2 separate regions of the Rattus norvegicus genome follow, and region 1 is linked to region 2. Evidence: chromatin contacts called from public Hi-C data. All regions are on one chromosome and are shown on one strand. Each heading gives the region's core, a stretch centred on a gene start, on an enhancer-like site or on the middle of the called end of the contact. The rest is flanking DNA. Distances are from core to core; before and after follow the strand shown. Region 1 overlaps LOC100912066 (a long non-coding RNA gene). Region 2 overlaps Lclat1 (lysocardiolipin acyltransferase 1).

What was found. Hi-C and Micro-C count contacts between places; a contact is called where the count stands out from the background.
Region 1: a contact with region 2 is called in a Hi-C map of liver, with 3 times the contacts expected there. The contact joins two enhancer-like sites. A contact is called at or near these places in 2 of 12 Hi-C or Micro-C datasets (kidney and liver).

The regions. Positions count from the first base shown.
Region 1 is chr6:28,138,009-28,145,414 of GRCr8, reverse strand. The region is part of intron 1 of LOC100912066 (a long non-coding RNA gene); the gene reads right to left. Among named protein-coding and RNA genes, the nearest start is that of Lclat1, 17 kb to the right of the region's middle. Within about 2 kb of position 1,729, at least 13 of the 93 cell types and tissues checked have an H3K27ac peak or open chromatin away from gene starts, as enhancers often do. A contact at or near this core is called in liver, where this site is marked.
Region 2 is chr6:28,043,336-28,051,045 of GRCr8, reverse strand. It overlaps Lclat1 (lysocardiolipin acyltransferase 1), which reads left to right. Exons shown (of 6, transcript XM_039113081.2): 4 at 4,019-4,165. It also overlaps the pseudogene LOC120093473. Among named protein-coding and RNA genes, the nearest start is that of Lclat1, 78 kb to the left of the region's middle. Within about 2 kb of position 2,280, at least 8 of the 93 cell types and tissues checked have an H3K27ac peak or open chromatin away from gene starts, as enhancers often do. A contact at or near this core is called in liver, where this site is marked.

The sequences.
Region 1 (7,406 bases), core at 480-2,979, 95 kb before region 2:
AAGCTCACCTCTCAAAAACCTCTTGTTGGGAAGTCTACTCCATCAACTTTAAAAGTAAATGGATACAGCTTAGTAAAATACTTGATTACCATGAAAAAAGTTGTAGGTTGGATCTCTAGCAGTAAATAAAACTAGGAGTGGGCTGCATGACTCCAATCCCAGAATTTATGAGGTGAAGCAGGAGGATCAGGAGCTCAAGGTCATCCTTGGTGACAGAGTTGAGTTCAAGGCCAGCCTAAGCTACATGAGAACTTTCCTCAACATAATCGACAAGTTCTTTCTGTCCTGGTAAAATGAGCCAGTTCAAGCCAGATTAGTTTATATTCAATGAAGGTTTATTGGGGAGCTGTTCTCGAGCAAGCGAGTTCACTGGCCCCAAGGATGGAGGCCGGGGAAGTCACCACAGGAAGGAGAAGAGAGAGGGGGGTGGGAAACGGAGTGGGGAGAGAGAGAGAGAGAGAGAGAGAGAGAGAGAGAGAGAGAGAGAGAGAGAGACAGAGAGAGAGAAACAGAGACAGAGACAGAGAGACAGAGACAGAGACAGAGAAACAAGACGTCTGTATTATATAGGGAAGAGCGTCTGGTAGCAGAAGGGCAGCCCAGTCTCTGGGCTGGAAAGTCCAGGGTTGGGGGCAGGGTATGATACTCAGTAGGGGCTGAAGGATGCTGGGAGAACCTGGAAGCCAGATCTGCTTTGATATATAAAATATGCACCTCAGTCCCTTGTCCTAGGTGGAAACCAAACCATAATAAACACAGCAGCAACAATAACAACCACAAAATAGATCCAACGAAGAGTAGATCTACATCAGGATACTAGCAAAAAAGATTCAGGAAGAGTTTTCAGTGACATGTGTACTTTGAAGCTGAGAAATGAAAAGTAGTCAGAAAAGATAAGCAGAACAAAAGGATGACTGGAGGGGCAGCTAGTAAGTTAGATACATTTTCAAAGCTTACCAAAAAAAAAAAAAAAGCAGAAATTTATTCGTGGAAAACTACAGAACCATAAGATGAGGCAATCATAAACTCAAAGAAAACCATAAAGCTATTCAAAAACTTTTTAAAAGCATAGTTGTTGATCCTGTATTAATTGTGTGTGTGTGTGTGTGTGTGTGTGTGTGTGTGTGTGTGTGTGTGTGAGTGATGCTGGGGATTGAGCCCAGAAATTATGTAATAGGATGAATAATTAAAATTATTAAAGTTGGATATGGTGACACATACCCACAATCCTGGCAGCAGGAGGATCACTGAGAATTAAAGGCCAGTCTGGGCTTCATAATGAGACCCTATCTCAAAAGACAAGCAAACGGGCTGGAGAGATGGCGCAGTGGTTAAGAGCACTGATTGCTCTTCCAGAGGTCCTGAGTTCAAATCCAGGCAACTACAAGATGGCTCATAACCATCTGTAATGAGATCTGATGCCCTCTTCTGGTGTGTCTGAGGACCGCTATAGTGTATTTATATATAATAAATAAATAAAATTTTAAAGAAGTAATGAAACAAAAAAAATTGGAAATTACCCTGGGTAGCATTTTGTGAAACAGAGAGTGAAGAAATGCATCAGGAGATGGGCGGGCGGGTCCAGCTCCTGCAACCACTGTAGTGAGCAAGCAAGGAGAAGTTAGAGAAACAGAGCCTCTCCTTATGTGACCTTTCCCCTCAGCTCTGTCTGAACGTCACGCCCCTTTCTACAAGCCCCGCCCCCTTCCCTTCCAACACTGTTGAGATCCCTTTTACTGTGGCTTAGCAACTGCAGGAATCTCCAGGTGGTTTGCAGCCAAGCGCGCTGTCAATATCCAGGCAGGCCCAAAGCCAAGATAAGGGATTTTCTGGGATGCTGTTATCTAGATTCATTGCTGCTAGTATTCACAACCGCTACCATCGCTCCTGACACAAACACGAGCTTTATGCCTGCCATCTTACCAACTCGCTCCAGCGCAGGCAAAAGCATTTCCTAATTTCTAGACATCAGCACGGGGAGCCAGCATTTTCTGGTCCTGTTCATGGCATTTTTGCTAGTTATTCCTAGTCTCTGTTAATCAAATTCTTTCCTCCTTTTGAGTTCCTTCATTCCTCTCTTGCCTGTGCTGTTGACATTGGCTGTAGCAATGGAATTTTCCAGTTTCCTAGAAACTGTAGCAGTTTTAAGGGTATGGCTCCTCCATAAACTCTTTATTTCTGTTACAGCCTGGGCTCTGGAGCTCTGCATGAAACAAACATTTCATGAGATACAAGGTTTGTGTCTGAGTAGACAACGCCATCCAAAGCACCAGTTAGCAAGGAAAGCCCTCCACACTGTCAATCCGTTTAGTTTGTTCTAATTTATAGTGCTTGGTTTGTAAATAGCTGTGGGGGATTGATGGCAGCAAGAGTGGACACGTGGGAGTGGGGATAAATAATAGTGCAAGAGGACCATTTAAGGCAATGAGACATGGTTAAAAGAAAAGGCAGGTTACAAATCACTAAATACACGGCAATGACCCCATTTCTCTAAATACATGTCTATGCGTGTGTGTGTGTGTGCACAAAGCCAGAAACATTAAACAGCGATTTTCTGAGACTGAGGGATTTATGAAAGATTTGTGCTTAATTTCTGCTTGCCTAGTTTTTTCCAAACAGACATGTGCTGTTTTGTAACAATAAGAAAAACAAGTTATTTAAAACATAAATAAAAACTGCAAGATTCTGGGCAAACACCATATGTTTTGTCTGAATTCCACAAACCCCTTTATGATGGGCCAAGCGCAGGCCTCGTTAGTAGAGGACTAGGGACAGGGAGTGGAAGCATTCATAGGTGGCAGCAGGGGACTTCCAGCCTAAAGAGCTAGCAGATCCATGAGCCTTATAAGAAACTCACCAAGGAGGTGATGCTGAGAGCTGCTAAAACCTGACAGATAGATGTTAAAACTGTGCCTGGAAACTGGAGCCCCACATCCATTGACATTCGTGTGCATGTGCCCACTGAACACCTGTGGCCATCAACATTGTGTTGAGCAGCAGGCAGATGGGACAGATGGGGTGGGGGGAACCCCTGGAAGCAGCTGTTACTCAAGCCTTGCTGGCTGAGGACGCTGCTTAGTCAGCATGGCTTAGGATCTGTCTCCTAGTCCATCTGAGCTGTTCTATATACAAAGGATGGTGTGGCTCAGATGTCTCCTCACCTACCCCGGTCTACTGCTCCAGGTGCTGCTGGCTGGGACGCCTAAGGCCACATTACTGGTGGTGAACATGGTCTCTAGCAGGGTGCCCTTCCTGGTTAATAGACTATAGCTTTTACTTTGTGTGTCTTGTCTCCCCTCTCCCAGGCTGGCCTCGGACTCACTAAGGATGAAGTGTAATGAGGTCTCCTGTGTGATGGGAAAGCACTCTTCTGAGTGAGGTACATCTTTAGTGGCCCCCAGTTTTTAAATCAGTTTGACAAAATAATGGGTTTCATTATGACGTCTTCAACCAGATGTTATTGTACCTTGCTTTACACACACACACACACACACACACACACACACACACACACACACAGAGAGAGAGAGAGAGAGAGAGAGAGAGAGAGAGATTCTATTTCAGTTGGAAAATATGCAGTATTTTGTTTTCTTTCCTCTCACCTCATTTTCCCTTCCACATTCATGGTGTGTGTGTGTGTGTGTGTGTGTGTGTGTGTGTGTGTGTGTGTGTGGTACTTGTGTGTACTTATTTATATATAAACCTAGATTCTGCATCCGAGAGGAAACATGCAATACTCATCTCTCAGTCTGGCTTACTTCACTTAACACACCAATCTCTAGTTCCAGTCATCTTCCTGCAAATGACATAATCTCATCCTTCTCTGGGGCTGAATAAAGCTTCCTTGTATATCTATCACATTATCCGTCTATCTGTTGATGGGCTGAATGGGCCGGGGGCTCCTCCTGTGACTGCCCATGAAGGAATCTGGGGTGGAAGCTCTTCAGAGTGACTTCGGTAAGTACACTAATCCGCTTCACAAGGTTTGCACGCTCATTGCCTGGTTACTCCCCGCAAAGCCCACCTTTAAATCCGTCGTGTTGGGGATTAGATTTCATCACATGAACGTTGAGAGGACAGAAGCACAGAGTCCACAGAAATCTGGGGGTGCAGGGTGGTAGGCGTAGTTATGCTGTGTAGAGGGACTGAGAGCAATGCTGCCACCACCGCTGCCGCCTCAGCTGACGCCGCCAAGATGCAATGGGGACTCCGTTTCCTTCACAGAGCCCAACATCAGCCTGCACAAACCAGCTCCTGCATCATATTTCTGTCTTGGTTAAGAACCCGTTAGCTAGAATGACTGTTAGACTTTATTTTAAACAATTTCACAAGGTTATATAATGCACGAATATGCAAAGCTCTTTACCGGACGCCGCGTTCACTGTGATTTCGAGAGGAGGATAAGGCAAGTACTATTATCTCCTCTTCACAAGAGAATAAATTGAAGCTTAGGGGAAGTAATTGTTACTATTTAGTATAGTAATCGAGCCAGGGCTGGGGGTAAGCTATCCTGACCTTCAATCTCAAACTCTTCCCCTTACATTGTCTCATATTCATTTCTTCGCTCTCCCGCTGATTCAGCCAACCTCGGTTGAACTTAGAAGCTTATCACAAGCAGGTGTGTTCAGGAAATCAGGTGTGGACCCCAGTAATTACAGCCCAGTCTCCGGCCTAGGTCAATGAGTCTCCATTTGGAAGGCACTTAGAATTGCCTGGGGAGGTTTTAAAAGGTACCATAGCCAGATCCCATCCCTGACCAACGCCATGCTATTTTAAAAGCTCTGCAAGTGATTCTAACATGTAGTGAAAGCTGGAAACCATGGCTCCTGTGAACACAAACGTAGTCGCCACCTCAGTTCCTCTATGAGGCAAACAGCCCCAGTTGCAATGGTTGAGAATCAACTGCTTCTAGCAAGGGCTCTTCTGGTCTTACACTCTCTGAGTTGAGAGGTTCCTCTTTTTTCCATCAGATTGTCTCTGAACGGTGTGTGGCTTGTTGACTGTCCAGGGTGATGACTTGGTCATTGTTCAAGATACCCAGTGTTCTGGACAGCAGCTAGGGGCTCTCAGATCCCTGTGTAGATTCAGGATAGAGCAATGTGGTCTGTTTAAGAGCCATGCTCACTCCTTGGTATAGTCGGTATAGTCTGAGTTTCCATTATGCAAATAGAAATATGTGAGTAGAAACGAGAACCAGGAACTTAGAGTAGGTTTCAAGAATCCTGCCCAAGTACATGCTGTAACTGGCTAGGAAACGGAATCTTAGAGAGGGGAAATGACTCGAAACGATTAGACAGCAATGCAAAACAGGGCACGATTCAGTGCCCTAGTATGGCTGCAGGCCACAGCTACCTTACTCTCCTGGTGCTTGTGAAGGTAATGTTTCTCACGCATCCCAGGGTAGAAACACTTTTCTTTCCAGGTTGATTGATATTTGAATTTTCCTTTCCCCTGAGACATAACTGGAACAAATTTATAAGCCCAATTAGGTGGACTAGTAAGCACCTCTCATCTCCTAGGTAGACTCAGAGCAGCTCCATGAGGTTGGAACTATATACTATTCTCATTTCACAAGAGGGTAAAACCAATCCCCTCACTTGCAGAGTTGGGAAAGGCTGCGGAACTCAACGGTACCCGGCTCGGTGTGTTATAGTTACCATTTCTGAAACCGTGAATAAATCCACAGTCTGCCTTTAGATCCACAGTTTGCCTCCAGATCTATGGGCTATTGTTTTTTTGATCGTGAATTAAGTATTGGCACATCTGCCATTTTCTTCTTTTTCCTTGCTGATCATCTCTTTAAATTCTTAACTATATTGACGTGAGGAAAACAAGCTGCGTATGATTCCTCAGGTGGGAGAGACCAAAAGGATCGCAAATGGCTAAGTGGAGTAGGTCACACCTGTCAAACTTGGGAGTCTGCAGCAGGCAGAAGATTGCAAGTTCAAGGCCAGCATGAGCTACATAGTGAGGCAGACCTGATCTCAAAAACACACAAATAACAAGGAATTCCAAGATGAATCCTACAGCTATCCCATCTGATCAGAAACCCAAGGCAACCCCAGCAAAGATGAAGCAGCCACAGTATCTAGTGTTTGTGCTGGTTAACGTTTACTCACAATTTGATGCAACCTGCAGCCAAATGAAGAACTCCCTCAATTGGGTAGCTCTGTGGCCACGTCAGTGAAAGATTGTTTTGATTGGTGCAGGAGGGTACAGCTTCCTGTGGGTGGCACTGTCCCTGGGCAGGTGGGCAGGGCTATAGAAGAAAGCTAGCTGAGCAGGCGCCAGAGGGCGCCAGTGAGCAGTGTTCCTCATTGTTTAACGCCCGCTTGCCTTCCTGCCTCCACTTCCTCCATGTACTCTTGTAACCTGGAAGTGTAAATAGACATGAACCCTTACCTTCCCCAGTTGCTTCCGGTTAGGGTGTTTGTTTTGTTTTGTATTTAATCACACCAACAGAAAGGAAACTAGAATAGTATCCAATGGAAAACTCCAGTGTCGACTCCACATGAAGAACCTTTTTCAAGACATTTCCAATCAAATCTGGGAATAGAACATACAGCCTTCGAAACACATGAACACATACGTGACAAATGTTGAACACACATAAATGACGTTCTCTTGCATTGGAAGGAAACTTTAGCAACAGTTTCTGATTTGGTACACTGTCAGTAATTTCTCAGGGAGAAGCCTATTTGATAGCTCCACTCAGTGGCTCCCCTTTCCCCCTCCCCCACCCCCAAACAAAATAGCCACTCGCTGTCCTGAAACTAGCTCTGTAGATCAGGCTGGCCTCGAACTCAGAGATCTCCCTGATTCTGCCTCCTGAGTGTGAGTCTCAGAAAGTCTGGCTGACCAGTAGTCTCAGAGAGAAAAGGAAGGGAATGACCATGTGTTGAGCGTCAAATACAGGAGTGAGCGTGCATCCTGGTCACACTGCTCCCAAGTGTCTAGCTCTCGGGCTTCTTTCCTTATAAAGTTTTAAAAATCAGATTAATGAGCTATAAAAGACACGCAGCACTTTGCACATGTTTAGAGCGTGCAGTATAGGTTTCGACATACGTCAGAATTTGAAACCCACGAAGCTCATTCAATCAGCAGAGATAGTGCAGTCCCTCCCCGCCACCTCCCAAAATGCCTACGGCATCATTTCCCAGAGCTGTAAAAATGTTGCTTTATGTGGCAAAAGTGACATTTTACATGAGGGATTTCCTAGATGGAAGCAAGCAGAGGGTGACCAGACTTAGATAAAACTGTGATAATCAAAGTGGGGGACCGGAGTTCTCTTGAGAGATTTGATGATGCTAAGAAGCTTTGAGGGTAGGGAAAGCGGTCGCAATGCAAGAAGTGCAGGTGGATCCCAGAAGCTGGAAATGACAAGGTCATGGAATTGCCTGTCTTGG
Region 2 (7,710 bases), core at 1,031-3,530:
CGAATCTAATAGTGTAGGCATCTGCCCTGGAGGACAGGCTGTGATGTGCGTTAATGGTCTCTCACTCAGGTTGCTCTCAAAAGCCAGGGCTTTGTGGAAATTGATGTGCTCAGAAGAGGAGTGGAGAACATTTGTGAATTTCAGGATGGTGGTGCTCCCCTGACTTGGTCTATGTGACACTTAGCATCTTGACTGAGGTTGGCATTCTGGGAACTGTAATTGCTTGTTAATTAGTTTCTGGATTTATTTGTAATTACAAGCTATATAACCTGTAGTCAAGCACCCGCTCTGTCAGCACTGTCTCTCAAGGTCTTTCTGAGAGTCTTCACATAAACTCCGCATCTCACTCCTCAGTGAACTGGCCATCTTCAGGTAGCCTGTCTTGGTTTTATCCTTACCCCCTGCTCAGGACTGAAAATACCATTGCAGGGAATGCTGGTCTACCTGCTTTGGATTCTGGTGTGTTGTTCTAGTTTCTAGTGCTACAGAAGATACCGAGAGGGATGGTATTGCATTAGCAGATACAGAGACAGCCATGATAATGTCTAAGCTATCACCGAGGTTCAGTCTGAGAGGATTAGATAAACAGTGCAGATGTTTTATGATTCGTTAAGTGTAGGCCATTTGTGCTAAAATGAATGGATGGAAGAAAAATAATGGGATATATGTATACTTCTTATTACAAAAGGATGCATTAAGTTAAAAATACATGGTGGTGGTGTATGGTGATGATGTACTCCTTCAGTCTAAGAAGACTTTTTTTTTTTTTTGCTGTCTAAGAAGAAGGGAAGATGGTAAAGGCTCCAGGGCAGGGATCACAGCCCCGTAAGAGATGTAAGAGAGGTTGGGTTGATGTAGCCATTTCCCCTGTATTTATTCACGTGTTTGTGTGTGTGTGTGTGTGTGTGTGTGTGTGTGTGTGTGTGTGTGTGTACTTGTGGATGACATTGTGCCTATGCAAATAGAGGCAGTCACTTCTCTCCTACCATGTGAACTCTGGGGATTGAACCCAGGACCTCAAGCTTGGCTTCAAGAACATATACCTTCTGAGCTGTCTTTCCAGTCCTAGAATATACTTTATAAATGTGAGTGTGATATAAATAAACATTTGAAGAAACTATACAGCTTTAAAGAGCCAAACATTTAAACAGTTGGGCATGTAATCTGAGTAATGGTTCTTGGAGCATTTACATAAGTTCAAGAGCATATTATTGGAGAAAAACTGTTTAGAACACAATTCACAATGATTTTATAAAGGTTTATCAGTATTTATGTTTTTTTTTTAAATTTTGTATGTCCCTGTGCATAGGTGTGGACTTGTGAGTCCAGTTCCTGTGGAACTCAGGTGTCACATCTTTTGGAGCTGGAGTTAAGAGTGGGCGTGGTCTGCCCAATGTGGGTGCTGAGAACCAAAGTTAGGTCCTTTGAGAGAGCAATAAGTTTTCTTAGCCACGAAGCCATCTCTTCAGATCCTTCACACTGATCTAAAACATGTGATGCTATACATTTAAACCAGCACAGTAAGGATAAATAACATGCTGGGAGACTGGGCATAAGGACATGTTGTTGTGAGCTGAAAGCCAGCCTGAGCTACAAAGTAAATCTGACTCGGGCTTGGGCTACACTGTGAGATGATGTCTCAAAACGGAATAAAAGTAATCAAACGAAAAGACAAGAAGAAAACGAACTAAAACATAGCTTTGGGACCAGCCCTTCTGTGTCTGAAGCCTGGCTTCCACTCACTTGCATCTCAAAAGTGTTATTAGAGATAGTACTTTTCACCTGATTCATAGTCGTCTTAAGAACTAATGAAATGGTCAGAATATTACCAAGTACACTGTCAGCATTCACCAAATGTTGTTTCTATAATTGTACTGTTTATTCATAAAATAGCTGGCGTGGAAAATAACCATTAGCAAATATTAAAAACAAAAGTATGGTTGTTGAAATAAATCAATCATTGGGACAAAAGAGAAAATCCTAAAAGCTTGAGAGTGGGCAGGCTATTGCATGGATGAGGTTGGGTTTGGCTTCTTCCTGGCTGCTAGCCGCATTGACCACACTGAGGGATGAAAGGCTGTGGGAAATGTTCTGAAATTCTGAGGAAACAGTGATTTGGAACCTCAAATTCTATTTTTAGTCAAACCAGTTGAACCAAAAATACATTTCAGGAATGTGAGGACAGAAACAATTTTCAAAAAAAAGTATTAACAGAAGGGCACAAGCAAAGAGGTCGGCAAACTTGGGGTCAGATCTAAATATCAAAACCATTTCTGCCAGGTTTAGGAATGTGATAGAAAAGTAAGCTCTTTGGAGCAGTCAGGTGATTCTTACAAATCTGGTAACAAGGATGGTAGGAAGCATACATCTTGGACATTATTATTACTTAACTTTGTAAAAATTGAAATTAAATTTAAACTGGAGTCTTTTGGTTTACACTGTGATAGAAATAAGATCTGTTTTGGTTGGTGGAGATTAATAATTGAACTCAGTATTGATGGCGTTCCACAGTTCAACAGGCTTACCAAATACAGAAAGCTGAAACACGCTAAGAAAGAAAATGGGATGTGCTATTTCCAAGCCAGTCGAGCAAAGGTCAGTGGACTGTCTGCCAAGGGGCAGGGCCGTGGTTCATACTGTGGGCCATGCTGTCCCTGTGGCAGCCATGCTGTCCTGTGGCACCTAATGCTCGCTGACATTGTTAAACAGAAATAGTTATTGATCATATAGATGAACAAATGGGATGCCTGAGTTCTAGGGAAACCTGGATTTTAGAGCACAAGGGAAGGGGCACAGAAAACTTAATTTCAATTAAAGACAGAAAAAAGGGGAGGTGTAACAGAAATAACAGGAAACATGAAAAATGTCCAGAAAAACATACCTGTAATAAAATGATTGGAGCAAAGATTTCTAGGAGAGATAAGAGATTCTCAGGTTGGACTTAGCCTGAGTTTTAGGGAGGCAGGAGGTAGGTAAGCCACAGCACATCTGTATTCCAGAACAGCACTGCTTGTTTGCAAGGCATTACTACCCTTCATCCCTAGCACCAAGATGAGTGTTGTAGTTACCATGTAAGTGTTAGAGAGGAAGACTCTCATGGAGATCATGGAGACGGACCCATGCATAGGCTGGCAAGACTGGGCCTAGAGTTAGAATCAGGATCAGACCTGTGGCTCAGCTGCAAGAGGTTTTGGCCTTTACTACAGATGCCATCTTTAGTGCACAACTCACAGTGTTTACTTTTCCAAGGTCCTAGGGAAACTGTGAGAGAGATATTCAGTTGGCCTGAGAGTTGCTGTGTTGGGCCTATGCTTCTCATTCTTTGTGAGCCTTTTACTTAGGGTACATAGGCTACCCTAAGTTAGGCGTCTTTTATAGAAGCTCCAAAGGCTATGGCCAGGGAAAGATCAGCAGGCATCTGAAACACAGATCAGCTCATCAAGGCTACCTTTTCAGCACTAAGGTGGGTCTGCCTTTGAGAAAGGCACTGTGCCACATATGCACTCCAAGGAATGTGCATAGCAGATTCCCGTTTCATTTAAGTAAAATCTGAAGTGACTACCATTGAAAATAGCATTGCATTTAGTTTGAGAGTACAGAAAAGAAAATATTATAGAATTCTTGTGAGAAAATTGTTGACTTACCACTTGGTAAATGGTAGTACCTTGAGATAATAGTGGCAAGCTATGGCTTAAAGGAAGTTTTAAAGAATTTAGGCAGTGATAGCTTTGATCCCAGCACTCAGGAGGCAGAGACAGGTGGATCTCTGAGTTTGAGGCCAGCTTGGTCTGTAGAGTGAGTTCCAGGACAGCCAAGGCTATACAGACAAACCCTGTCTGGGAGAGGTGGGCAAACAAGCAACTCCAATACTTCCAAAATTAGTACTAATTAAATATATGGTATGTCATAGAATGGTTATTATAAATAGAGTAAAAAAAATCAAGACATGAAAGTTATCTTTAGTGCTATGTGGACATTGCTCTTACAGTTTGTGCAAATGCTTCTCATTCTTTTCCAGGCTGGGCCATGCAAGTTGCTGCCTTTATCTTTATTCATAGGAAGTGGAAGGATGATAAGAGCCATTTTGAAGACATGGTTGACTATTTCTGTGCCATCCATGAACCACTACAACTTCTCATCTTTCCAGAAGGAACTGACCTCACAGGTAACATAGCCTGGGTTTGGGCCACAGAATTTAAGAACGCAGAAACCACTAGTCAAATCTTCTACAGAGTATATATCAACAAAGTGGATGGGCAACCCCTGAGGTCACTCAGTTAATGGTACCCAAGCCTAACCTGCTGGTACAATCCTGAAGTTCCAGCTACTCAGGAGAATGATGCAGCCTGAACAAGTTGGTGAGTCAGTGCTCACAATACAGAGTAACGAGATGGCTGGGGATAGCGCTCACTGGTGCACTGTTGGGAGGCCCTAAGTCCAGTTCCCAGTATCATGGTGTGAGGGGAAGACCAAAAAGAAAACAAAATTTAAAATATAATTTTATTATAAAAATCCTTACAAATAAATAAAAGTATCACACAGTCAAATTACTGAGACTGAAAATATATGTCAATGAACATTTAAGTCAATTCAATACTGTTAGAATAGGTGTTCAGAATGAAAGCTGAGAAGCTTTACAATAATTTGACACTTTCATTATCAAATGTATTTTAGACAAGTTATTTTAGTGTATAAAATATATTTGATATTGAGTCAGATACAATGTTCATTCTTTGAGAATTTCATACACGAATATAGTTTACTTTTTAGTATGTCTACTCCCCACTCCTCCCTTTAATATATCTTCCAGATCTACCTCCTTCCCAAATCAAAAGCTGTGTGTGGTAGCTAAGCCTGTTTGGGAGCCCAGTACTTGAGAAACACAGGCAGGAGGATTGTCACAGGGTTCTGTCAGCCTGAGCTCAGTGAGCTCCAAGCCCACGTAGGCTGGTGAGTAAGGCTATCTCAGAAACAGTTAGTAAAGCAGACCAGCCAGTCACTGCCTCTCAAACCAGGACTTCTGTTCCAATTTATTGTGAATTGAATTTATTATGGGCTACCACAAGAGGTCATTATTTTTCATGGTCATCGTTCTAGAGCTTTATATTTTAAGCCTTAGAATATATTCTTCAAACATCAGTTTCTATCTTTACATAAACTAAAATTCCAAAATTATATTGAGGTAGAGTTCACCTCTTCTACCTAGTCTGTATGTTCTCTTCTAAAGTATTATTTATCCTGCAACCCCTTTGTCTTTCAAGTAGTTCTCCATATAAGAAAAGAATCTAAAGTTAACTAATTTTAGATCTCATGACCCTCCACTGATACTCAAATATCTTCCTACTACAAAAGAAGCTTTGTCTCTTGAGAAAAATCATCTATACTTGTGTTGGAGATGGGACACAGAAGAGCATATTCAGAACCTTTCTACCTCAGCAAATGAAAGCAAGATTAATAAAACACCTTATAGTCTGTCACATATACCAAAGTAGTGTTTTCCCAGGGCAAACATAGCATGGATAAATGTAGAACTTTTCCTGGTGGTTTGTTTGGCAGGCAGGGGCAGCTCTGTAGAAAAAGGTCAAAGGGCCTTTCTAGAGTGAAATAAGCCATACCTTCAAAGGGTGAGTCAGCAGAATGTAAGAGCGTGGTGTGGTATGCCGTATAAGGGAACACAGACCTAAGTGGGCATAGAATGAAAGCCAAAATGGACAGGTTATATGGCAAAGAGGAATATAAACTTACCTTCCAAGACCTGTAATGCTGAACTAAGAAGGGTGGCTCTTAAGTTCACACTATGGGCTAACAAAAATATCTCCAATTTAGAAAAAGTACCATTTAATTTAAAAACGTTTTTAATTATTAGAGTTAAATTCAAATTTGGATTTTTAAACCTTAATACAATATTTTATGTTCTACTTTAAATTCTGAATCTAATTGGCTTGCATATTTTTAGATTAGTGTGTTTCACGGCTTTACATATATGCGTTTTCTTCATATACTATAACTGGTTATACCGTCCTGATAAGGGAAGAAGTATGTACTGGGAAAGTAAACAGCACTGAAGTATACACAGAGGTCGCTGTACTCCTCAGCCTGTGAATGAACAGCATTTGAAGTTTTGGTTCATTTTGCTCATCATTTGGTCCCGGGTTCTCATGTACATGCTTACATTCATGGGATATGTGTGTGTGCGCACACACACACACACACACACACACACACACACACACACACACACACACTGGCTCCTTTATAACCTTGAAACCAGCAAAGAGAACGTGTGTTTGTCATTTAATTTCTTACTTATATTGTCATCTATCATTTGACCTTTGAGATGATTGTACAGCTGATTGTGTATTGTGTATTGTGTAAAGGTAGATTTGAGGAGAGGGCAGAGTTTGCTGTAAGGGAGTGGTTCTTGCCACAGCAGACCTTGCAAGTTCAGATTGGGCCAGTGTTGCGTTCTGGGAAGAGGAGCAGTTGAAACCTAAAGGTGGGCTCCAGCAGATGCCGTCTTCTGTGTAGTGCAGGTGTTTCTAAGGCAGGTGATTTACGTAAATCTCAATTGCATCGTGGAGTAAGTAATCTGCCTTACTATCTTTATCAGTTGGAATAGTAATCCTATCATATAACAAGTACCTTTACCAAAACCTCTCAAATAAATGTTTATACCATCTCAGTTTCATTTCTGTTGTTGTGATAAACACCTAACTGACAGCAAGTTAGGGGAGAACAGGGTTTACATCACCTTATAATCCCAGGTCACAGTCCATCACTGTGTGGAAGTCAAGGCAGGACCTTGAAACAGCTAGTCACATCCCAGTCAGCAGGGGACATAAATGCGCCCTTGCTTGCTTGCTCTTAGCTAGCTTTCTTCTCTCTTATATTTTTCATGATCCCAACTGTAGGAAACAGTGTCACACAAAGTGGGTGACAGTCCCCTAGACATGCCCACTGGTCCAGATAATCCCTCATTAAGACTTTCCCTGGTGCATGTAGCCTTGTCAGGCTGACGCCATAACACTTATTAGGCTGTAGTTTTTAGTTCCCCCTTCCTGATTGGAAAGGAAAGCTATTTCTAGGTTTTAACAACAAAATTACAAAGACCTGACACTTGCAATAAAGTTTCTTCATTTAATAAATATCCTAGTATCTTGAAATTTCATATACAAAATTAATTCCTTCCATGAAGCTTATGTTATTTGAAGAAAGTGATAATAAGCTAATAAGAATCTGTGCAGTTGTCATAGGAATGTGTACTGAGTGCGGGTGTGGCTGCTGTGTCATGTGTGTGTCAAGAGGTGGCAGACAGGGGAAAGGCTGTGAGTCTTCTGACCTACAGCCATCTGAACAATTAGCAGCCTACATTCCCTGAAAAAAGTGAGTCTAAGATGACCACCAGTTTGGCATCAGGCAGGGCTGAGGAGGAGCAAGCCAGAGACTAGAAGGACCTCACCTAGGACCACAAGTCCTGGGCAGAAGTGAGCCTGACATAGACGGCCCTTGAAAGGAGTCAGCCATGTGCTGGGTGAGGAGCAAGCCTGAGATGACCACCAGACTGGCATCCTAGGGCCTAGACAAAGAGGTAACCTGAGATATCCACCAGTCAGTCTAGTGCCTTCAGACCTGGAGTTGGGAGTGCACACCATGCCTGAGATGACCCCTGCCCAGCACCATAATATGTGAGCAGGACATAGCACTCCTGAG